Linked DNA regions of Sus scrofa: region 2 is linked to region 1. The links are chromatin contacts, called in public HiChIP or PLAC-seq maps. All regions are on one chromosome and are shown on one strand. Each heading gives the region's core, a stretch centred on a gene start, on an enhancer-like site or on the middle of the called end of the contact. The rest is flanking DNA. Distances are from core to core; before and after follow the strand shown. Region 1 overlaps CACUL1 (CDK2-associated and cullin domain-containing protein 1). Region 2 overlaps LOC106506135 (a long non-coding RNA gene).

Region 1 (3,690 bases), core at 262-2,761:
GTAACATAACTCGGTCATAAACCACCCCTGTAGCTAACGGATTATAAACGTTATTGGCTAGGAAGTAGCATTCAAACGGTCTATACACACATGCAGCTCTGGAGAGCAGTTAAATATAATATATGATTGGCATTTACTCATTGTTACCACATACCATGTCATACAGCATCAAAGAAAAAACTTCCAATTGTACTGCATGTTGTGGAATGAATGTGTGTGTGTTTGTGTGTCACACACACAAGTTCATATGCTGAAGCCCTAACAGTGCAGCTGCATTTAGAGTAAGGAAGTAATTAAGGCAAAATGAGTTTGTAAGGGTAGAGTCCTGATCCTAGAGGATTAGTGTCCTTATAAGAAAAGACACCCACCAGGGCACATTCTCCTCCCCTTCCTCTCCCTCCCCTCCCCCAGAGCACACTCAGAGGAAAGGCCATGTGAGGGAGCACACGTAAAGAGAATGGCTGTCTACAAGCCAGAAGACCTCTCATCAGGCACCAAATCAGCTGATATCATTATTTTTGGACTTCCTAGCCTCCAGAACGAGACAAATTCCTGTTGTTTAAACCACTCAGTTTGTGGTATTTTGTTACAGCAGCCCAAGTAGATTAATGCGTTTTACAAATGCACCCATGTACTATTTAATTTTATTCTCTAAAGCTACATTAATTAGGTGCCATTTTCATATAGAAGAAACACACAAATGTGTTTGCCTACAATTTAAGGATTTGCCTAAAATTATAGTGTTTAAGAGATGACAGATCCAGGTCTTTCCAGCTGTGAATTCATTCCTGGGCAAGAGAGGTGGAGGAATGGGCTTGGCACAAAACATCAAGCCAACAAAACTGACTCTACACAAGGGCTAACTTGTAACAACCTCATAACCTGACAGCCATATCATACACAAAGTCTGGCTTTCAAACAAGGATATAAAGAAACGCCCCACTGAAAAGACTCCAAAATATTAAATTTAAACATTGAAGTTATAAAACCATTTCAGCTAAACTGTTTTAGAAATGCCCAAACAGTCCATAATATTTTAAAATAAGATTTAATTCATTTTTTTCAGTTCTACTTAGAAGCTTAGAGTATGTGTAGGGAGCTGTCCTTACTTCTAATTCATCTTCCATTACTGAGTTCTTGCATCAGGTTTGGCCACTAGGTGCTTCTTTTCACATTTTTCTTAGTCCTCCTACTGCAATAAATTAAATGTTATTCCCATTTTACATCTGAGGCAACTGGGGCTCAGAAATATTTAGTCACTCGACCACAGTCCCACAGCTAATAAGCTCAAGAACTGAGACTCAAACCTTGTTCAAACCGAGTCGTTCCATCTATTCCCATTCCTTTTTTAGCACTGTGAAACCTTCAAAAAGAAAGTTCGGTTTCAACTTCAGGGCACACCACCTACCTCTCTGCTTTCACATCCTGCTCCTCTCACATGTAGCCCAGCACAGCAATCACTAGGAACTACTAACAGTCCCAGACTCACCCTGGCTAACTTCTCCTATTCAACCTTCAAGACCTGACTCACTTCCTCAAAAGTGAGATACACAGCCCTTTAAGAGGGCACCACTGCACTTACTTGTCCCTGGGTGGTCTCTGCCGCTAAACTTTCAGCCACTGGAGGGCCAGATCTGTGTGCTATCTTTGGGTATCTAGAGCAAACTACAAAACCTGGAACGCAGTAGGTAAAGAAATGCCTTTTTTTTTTTTTTTTTTTTTTTTCCTTTTGGCATTTAGGAGAGTCTTGCTTCAATATTCATTGTTTAAATCTAAATCTTGAATCTAGCCACACTCAAATCTAAATTGCTATTTTGCTATTTAACAAGGTTATATGACATAAGGCAATTCATTTAGCCCTCTGAATTCCAATTTCCATACACATAAAAATAAGAAAAATACTAACTGTGCCACTTCCAAGATGTGTGGAGAATCAAAGAAAGTAATGTGAGCGCGTTTAAAAATGTCAACTATTACACATGTATATGGAAGCAGTAAGTAAACTCCTTTCTGAATTAACTACCCATTTGTCTGATGCTTCAGAAAAATCCAGTAACATTACTAAAGGCATTCTTTGTTAATAACTAAAGAACTGGTGGAAATGGTTCCACATTATGGGCAAACCTTTTACTCTAACTAATGAACAGAATTTCATGTTATATCTTTCTCTAAACTGCTTCAAAGAACTCTAGAAATTATATTTCAGTATTCAAAGAAATAAATTTTAGAAGTATTATAAGAAAAAGAAAATCTGAAGAGTTTCTGCATTAAAATAATTCTCCCTTTTCATTAAAGGACATTTAATCTAAAAGTCAAAAGTATGAACACTGATCAAAAGTTACACTTAACAGCAGAAAGTATAAATAAAATTGAACTCCTTAGTTATTCTTTTCAGAATTCCCAAAGCCTCAAAGCTTATGAGGATTAAAAAGCACTTTTTGCATCCAATCAAATGTCAGAACCAAAGTCTACTTAGTTGTACTTCCACATTTCATGCAGCACTTATTCAAAATCTCTTAAATGACAGACTACACATTCTAAGTCTTCTAAAATAAATCCAATCTCTTTACTAGGAACTTAGAAATAACCGTTGGTTAAAAAAAAAAAAATTAAATTGTTCCTCCTTAAAACTTAGGTTCAGTATACTTTGGGCACTATCAGGGGAAACTGCTACCTATTTGATTTATGTAATTTCACCAGAACGTATTTGGCTTGGACATTAAATTAAATTTTTCATTCTCAACATAAGCAAGCTTAATTTTCTTCCCAAATAAGAAAAAAAGCATGTCACCAGAAAAACAACCATTATTCTAAATCTGCTCCAACTTTTCATAGCAGACTTAGATTCCCTGAAATTTGCAATACAGCTGGTAGTGATATTTTAAGTCCTTCTTTTTACTATGAGTAATGCATTCAAAATACAAATGAGCTCAAGAGTTTAAAGAGTTTACTTTTCATTCCTTCCTTGCTGAACCAACCCTTGTAATTCCTTTATGTCCTTCTGGAGGAATTTTACGTATATACAAGAAAATAAATATCCCATTTATAATCTTTTCACATGAATATTAACTTAAAATCATACCAATCTATATGTACTTTTCTTAACAATGTGTCTTGGAGACTGTGTCATTCTAGTGATTCTCAAACATCTTGGTCTTAGGAACCTTTAATACTTTTAAAAATAACTGAAAATCGGGAGTTCCTGCCGTGGCGCAGTGGTTAATGAACCCGACTAGGAACCATGAGGTTGCGGGTTCGATCCCTGCCTTGCTCAGTGGGTTAACGATCCGGCGTTGCCGTGAGCTGTGGTGTAGGTCGCAGACGCAGCTCGGATCCCGAGTTGCTGTGGCTCTGGCGTAGGCTGGTGGTTACAGCTCCGATTTGACCCCTGGCCTGGGAACTTCCCATATGCCATGGGAGCGGCCCAAGAAATGGCAAAAAGACAAAAAACAAACAAACAAACAAAATAAATAAATAAATAAATAAATTTACTGGATCTTAAGTGAGAACCAAAGCTGCAAAAAAAAAAAAAAAAAATTAAAAAAAATAAATAAATAAAAATAACTGAAAATCCCCAAAAGCTTTTATTTATAATATAGGTTACATCTATTAATATTTACCTTATTAGAAATTAAAAATGTTTGTTGACAAACTAATCACATTTTCTCACTTTTAATGTTAAAATACAGT
Region 2 (3,869 bases), core at 716-3,215, 93 kb after region 1:
TCAGGAGTTCCCTTGGTAGCATAGCAGGTTAAGAACCTGGCTCTGGTTACTGCTGCGGCATGGGTTCAATCCCTGGCCCGGGAACTTCCATATGCCAGTGGTGCGAGCCCTCAAGTGATGTGTTTGAGCTATAGATTTTTTGGCTGCCCCAAGGCACATGGAGTTCCCCGGGCCAGGGATCAGATCCATGCCAAAGGTACAGCAACACCAATCCTTTTAATCCACTGTGCCAGGCTAGAGATTGAGCCTGTGTCCTAGTGCCACAGAGACACCTCCAATCCCACTGCCCCACAGTGGGAACTCCTGAGTGATAGGTTCCCAGGAGGACAGAGACAGACCCCCCACCCCCCAAGTGTGGCTGCTGACCTTGGAGACCTGCTATGGACACCCTCTGCCCGAATGTGGAGGCTGAGTTGGGCAGCAAGCAACAACGGCCTGTGGAAAACAACCGCCTGCATAGATTAACCTCCCGCAAGGATTCAGTGCCCTCTGTCATGGGACTCGACCCCCTAACCCGCCCTTGACCTTCCCCTCCTTCATCCTTCCTGCCCCACATTCCCGCCATGAACTCCATTCAGCCAGATTCCCAGCACAGGTCCTTTATAAGCCTGGCACCTCCTCACAGTCAGGGCTGGCACCATCCTGAGCTCAGCCCGTGCCCCTCTGATGCCTTCATCAATCTCTGTTGCTTGACCACCTTGGCCTTGTGCGTTCCTCCCTCGGCAAACCTAACACTAAACTATGGTTTTTATTTGGGGGTGTGAGGAAGCTGTCTCTGCTCAACGTTGAATATTGTTTCTTTGTTTGTTTTTCTTTTTAAGGCCACACCCACAGCATATGAAGGTTCCCAGGCTAAGGGTCTAATCAGAGTTACAGCTGCCAGCCTACCCCACAGTCACAGCAACCCAGGATCCGAGCCGTGTCTGCGACCTACACCACAGCTCATGGCAATGCCGGATCCTTAACCCACTGAGCAAGGCCGGGGATAAAATCTGCACTCTCTTGGATACTAGTTGGATTCATTACCACTGAGCCATGATGGGAACTCCCTCATTGAATATTCTTTTTTTTATTTTAATTATTTATTTATTTATTTATTTTGCTTTTTAGGGCCACACATGAGGCATATGGAAGTTCCCAGGCTAGGGGTCCAATCAGAGCTGCAGCTGCTGACCTACACCATAGCCACAGCAATGCCAGATCCAAGCTGAGTCTGCGACCTACATATACCACAGCTCACGGCAATGCCAGATCCCCAACCCACTGAGCAAGCCCAGGGATCGAATCCGCAACCTCCTAGTTACTAGTCGGATTCATTAGCATGATGGGAACTCTTCATTGACTATTTTGAAACTTAATTCTCTGTTGGATATGAAGAAAACAATTTTCTCTGGTCTGTGGTTGTGCTTCACTCTACTCAAGGGCCTCTGTCAATCTGAAGGTTTTCTCGCTGTATATCGTCAAGGATGTCAGGCTTTTCCTTGGGAGCCTCTGGGTTTTGTGACTCGGTGAGGAAAGCTGACACTCCCGAGAATGACAAAAATATTCTCTTATATTTTCTGCAAAGATTCTATTCTAGTTGTTTGTTTGTTTAGCTCTTTGCTCCATCTGGGATTTATTTTCGCCCGGCTCGGTTCCTAGTGCCACGTGCACAAAATTTTAGCCCCTGCTGCTTGTTCAGGGAGGGAGGGGCTCCCTGGAAAGGGCCGGGGGGGCGGGGGGAGACATGCAGAAGCTGGGCTGGAAAAGAGCCACGCTCGACAGGAAGGGCAGAGCCATGGAGAGGGTGGGGGCAGGGAGCTCCAGCCTTGAACCCATTGGGCAGCCACCAGCGGGGGACTCCTGGCCAGTCTTTCTAATCCCTCAGAACCTGAGTTTCCCCTCGACACAATAAGGAGCTTCAGGCCTCGCGGCATGATTGTGGGGGCTGACTCGCCTCTCCGTGGCTCTGCTTCCTCCTTTCTAAAGGGAGGAAGAATGTCCGTCCTCCCAGAGTTGTGATGAGGAAACTAGCTAACACTCAGTGGCTTTACCACAGGGGGTGACGACGCTCAGTGAGTTGACGAGGCTCAGCTGAGCGGTTCTCACTTGGCTGTTCCTGTCCTTATAGTCCAATGTGGCGACAGCTGCAGCCACCTGCAGCTAGGCTGAGCCAGGTGTCTGAAACGGCTCACTCACTTGGCTGACCTTGGATGAGACCGCTGGTGGGGTGGGGGCTACCTCCCTGGTGGGGTCAGGGAGGGCTTCTCTGAGGAGGTGACATTTCAGCGGCAGCCTGAATGGTGAGGAGACAGCCACGCACATGCCCTGGGAAAGCCAGGGGAAGCCTAGGGAAGAATCCTGCCGAGGGAAGAGCAATTATGAAGGCGATGATTCCGGAGGGACCTCTGCTGGAGGAGCTCAGTGCCAGTGGCAGGTGACCCAACCGGCCAGTGGAGGAGGCAGCTGGTGTTCTCTGCCTTGGGCATGAGTTATGCAGGAAAAAAAGAACACGCGATGCAGGGGTGGGAAGCCTGTCTGGCATGAGGCTTGGGAAAGTGAAATTGGAGCCAAGGCCCTCCTTCATGCAGAAAACTGCCTCACCTGTTTAGTCCAGGCCCTCTCACTGAACCAGGATACTCCCACTTTCTTTAAGTTTTATTATTGCCACCAGCGACACGTCAGTGACAACTCAGCCCCGCAGAAATAGCACAACCGGAGACAGACACCAGACAACAAGGCACCTTTGATGAAGCGAGCCCAGCAGGCGCCCCAAACACCCCTCACTCTGTTCCCTTCTCTTCGACATGAACAGCTGCACTAATGTGAGTTTACCCATCAGATAAAAATAATTTGCTAAATATCACAGTGGAGTCATTTCTCAGTGGCTTCAGTTACTGTCATAAGACGCAGGGCTGCCTTAACAAAAGTAGTTCTTTGAAGCAAAACTCCAGATAAATGAAGCCTGTATTCACAGTTCAATTAGGTGTAGCCTGGATTATTTAGTTATTTGAGTCCGCCAAATTCAAATGCTCATCTCTTCTGGAAACACCCTCACAGACACACCTACAAGTGTTTGGCCAAATATCTGGATATCCCACGACCCAGTCTAGTGGACCAAAAACGGAACCATCACACCTGGCCAGTACATGAACTTGTTTTACTGAAACCCCCTTGTTTTACTGTCACCCCAATCTCGATGAAGAATTTGAGGCTCAAAGCTTCTAAGTGTGCCAATAGCCAGGCAGCTCATACATGGTGCCTGCCGGTTCCGAAGCCAGGGCTTTCTGACTTTGCAGCTGTGCCAGTTCCTTTTTTCCTGGCACCTGGCTGCAGTATGGTTCATAAGTGTTGTACAGGTGTGGATCCTGGTTAGAGGAGTCTGGAAACACTAATCCTAGAGACAGGTTACAGAGTGCCGCAGCACACAGAAGTTCCGGGGCTGGAGACTGAACCCACGCCACAGCAGCAACCTGAGCCCCTGCAGTGACAATGCCAGATCCTTCACCCACTGAGCCACACAGGAACTCCAGGGGACAATTTATGCGGATCACCAGGTAAGGGCCTCACAGAAAATAAACAAGCAATAAACAGGTCTGCCTTCTCCTCCCCTGTGGTTTTGGTCCACTAGGACCATCAGCTCTGTCCTGTCCTGCTGAGAAGGAGTAGGGAGGCTTTTTCCGAAATGTCCTCCAAGTGCAGAGACGAAGGCTCAGAAGGCAAGTTTGGAGAGACGCGTCCAGCTGTGGCTGAAGCAGAGGGCAGGGGAGTGTGGCAGGTAATGCTGCAGTGCCCCCCAGCCAGTCTGGGCCAGAGCCACAGGGAAGCACCAAGGCCAGCAGCTGCTCCGAATCACCATCATCTCCCTTCCTGCTCCCCTCCCCCAGAGG

Evidence for each region. HiChIP or PLAC-seq counts read pairs in DNA pulled down with a chosen protein or histone mark.
Region 2: a contact with region 1 is called in an H3K27ac HiChIP or PLAC-seq map of alveolar macrophages. The contact joins two enhancer-like sites. A contact is called at or near these places in 3 of 47 Hi-C or Micro-C datasets (embryonic fibroblasts, heart right ventricle and liver) and 1 of 2 datasets of contacts at active chromatin or transcription factors (alveolar macrophages).

The regions. Positions count from the first base shown.
Region 1 is chr14:128,709,425-128,713,114 of Sscrofa11.1, forward strand. All of the region lies in intron 3 of CACUL1 (CDK2-associated and cullin domain-containing protein 1), which reads right to left. Among named protein-coding and RNA genes, the nearest start is that of CACUL1, 38 kb to the right of the region's middle. Within about 2 kb of position 1,512, at least 6 of the 83 cell types and tissues checked have an H3K27ac peak or open chromatin away from gene starts, as enhancers often do. A contact at or near this core is called in alveolar macrophages, where this site is marked.
Region 2 is chr14:128,801,571-128,805,439 of Sscrofa11.1, forward strand. All of the region lies in intron 5 of LOC106506135 (a long non-coding RNA gene), which reads right to left. Among named protein-coding and RNA genes, the nearest start is that of CACUL1, 54 kb to the left of the region's middle. Within about 2 kb of position 1,966, at least 9 of the 83 cell types and tissues checked have an H3K27ac peak or open chromatin away from gene starts, as enhancers often do. A contact at or near this core is called in alveolar macrophages, where this site is marked.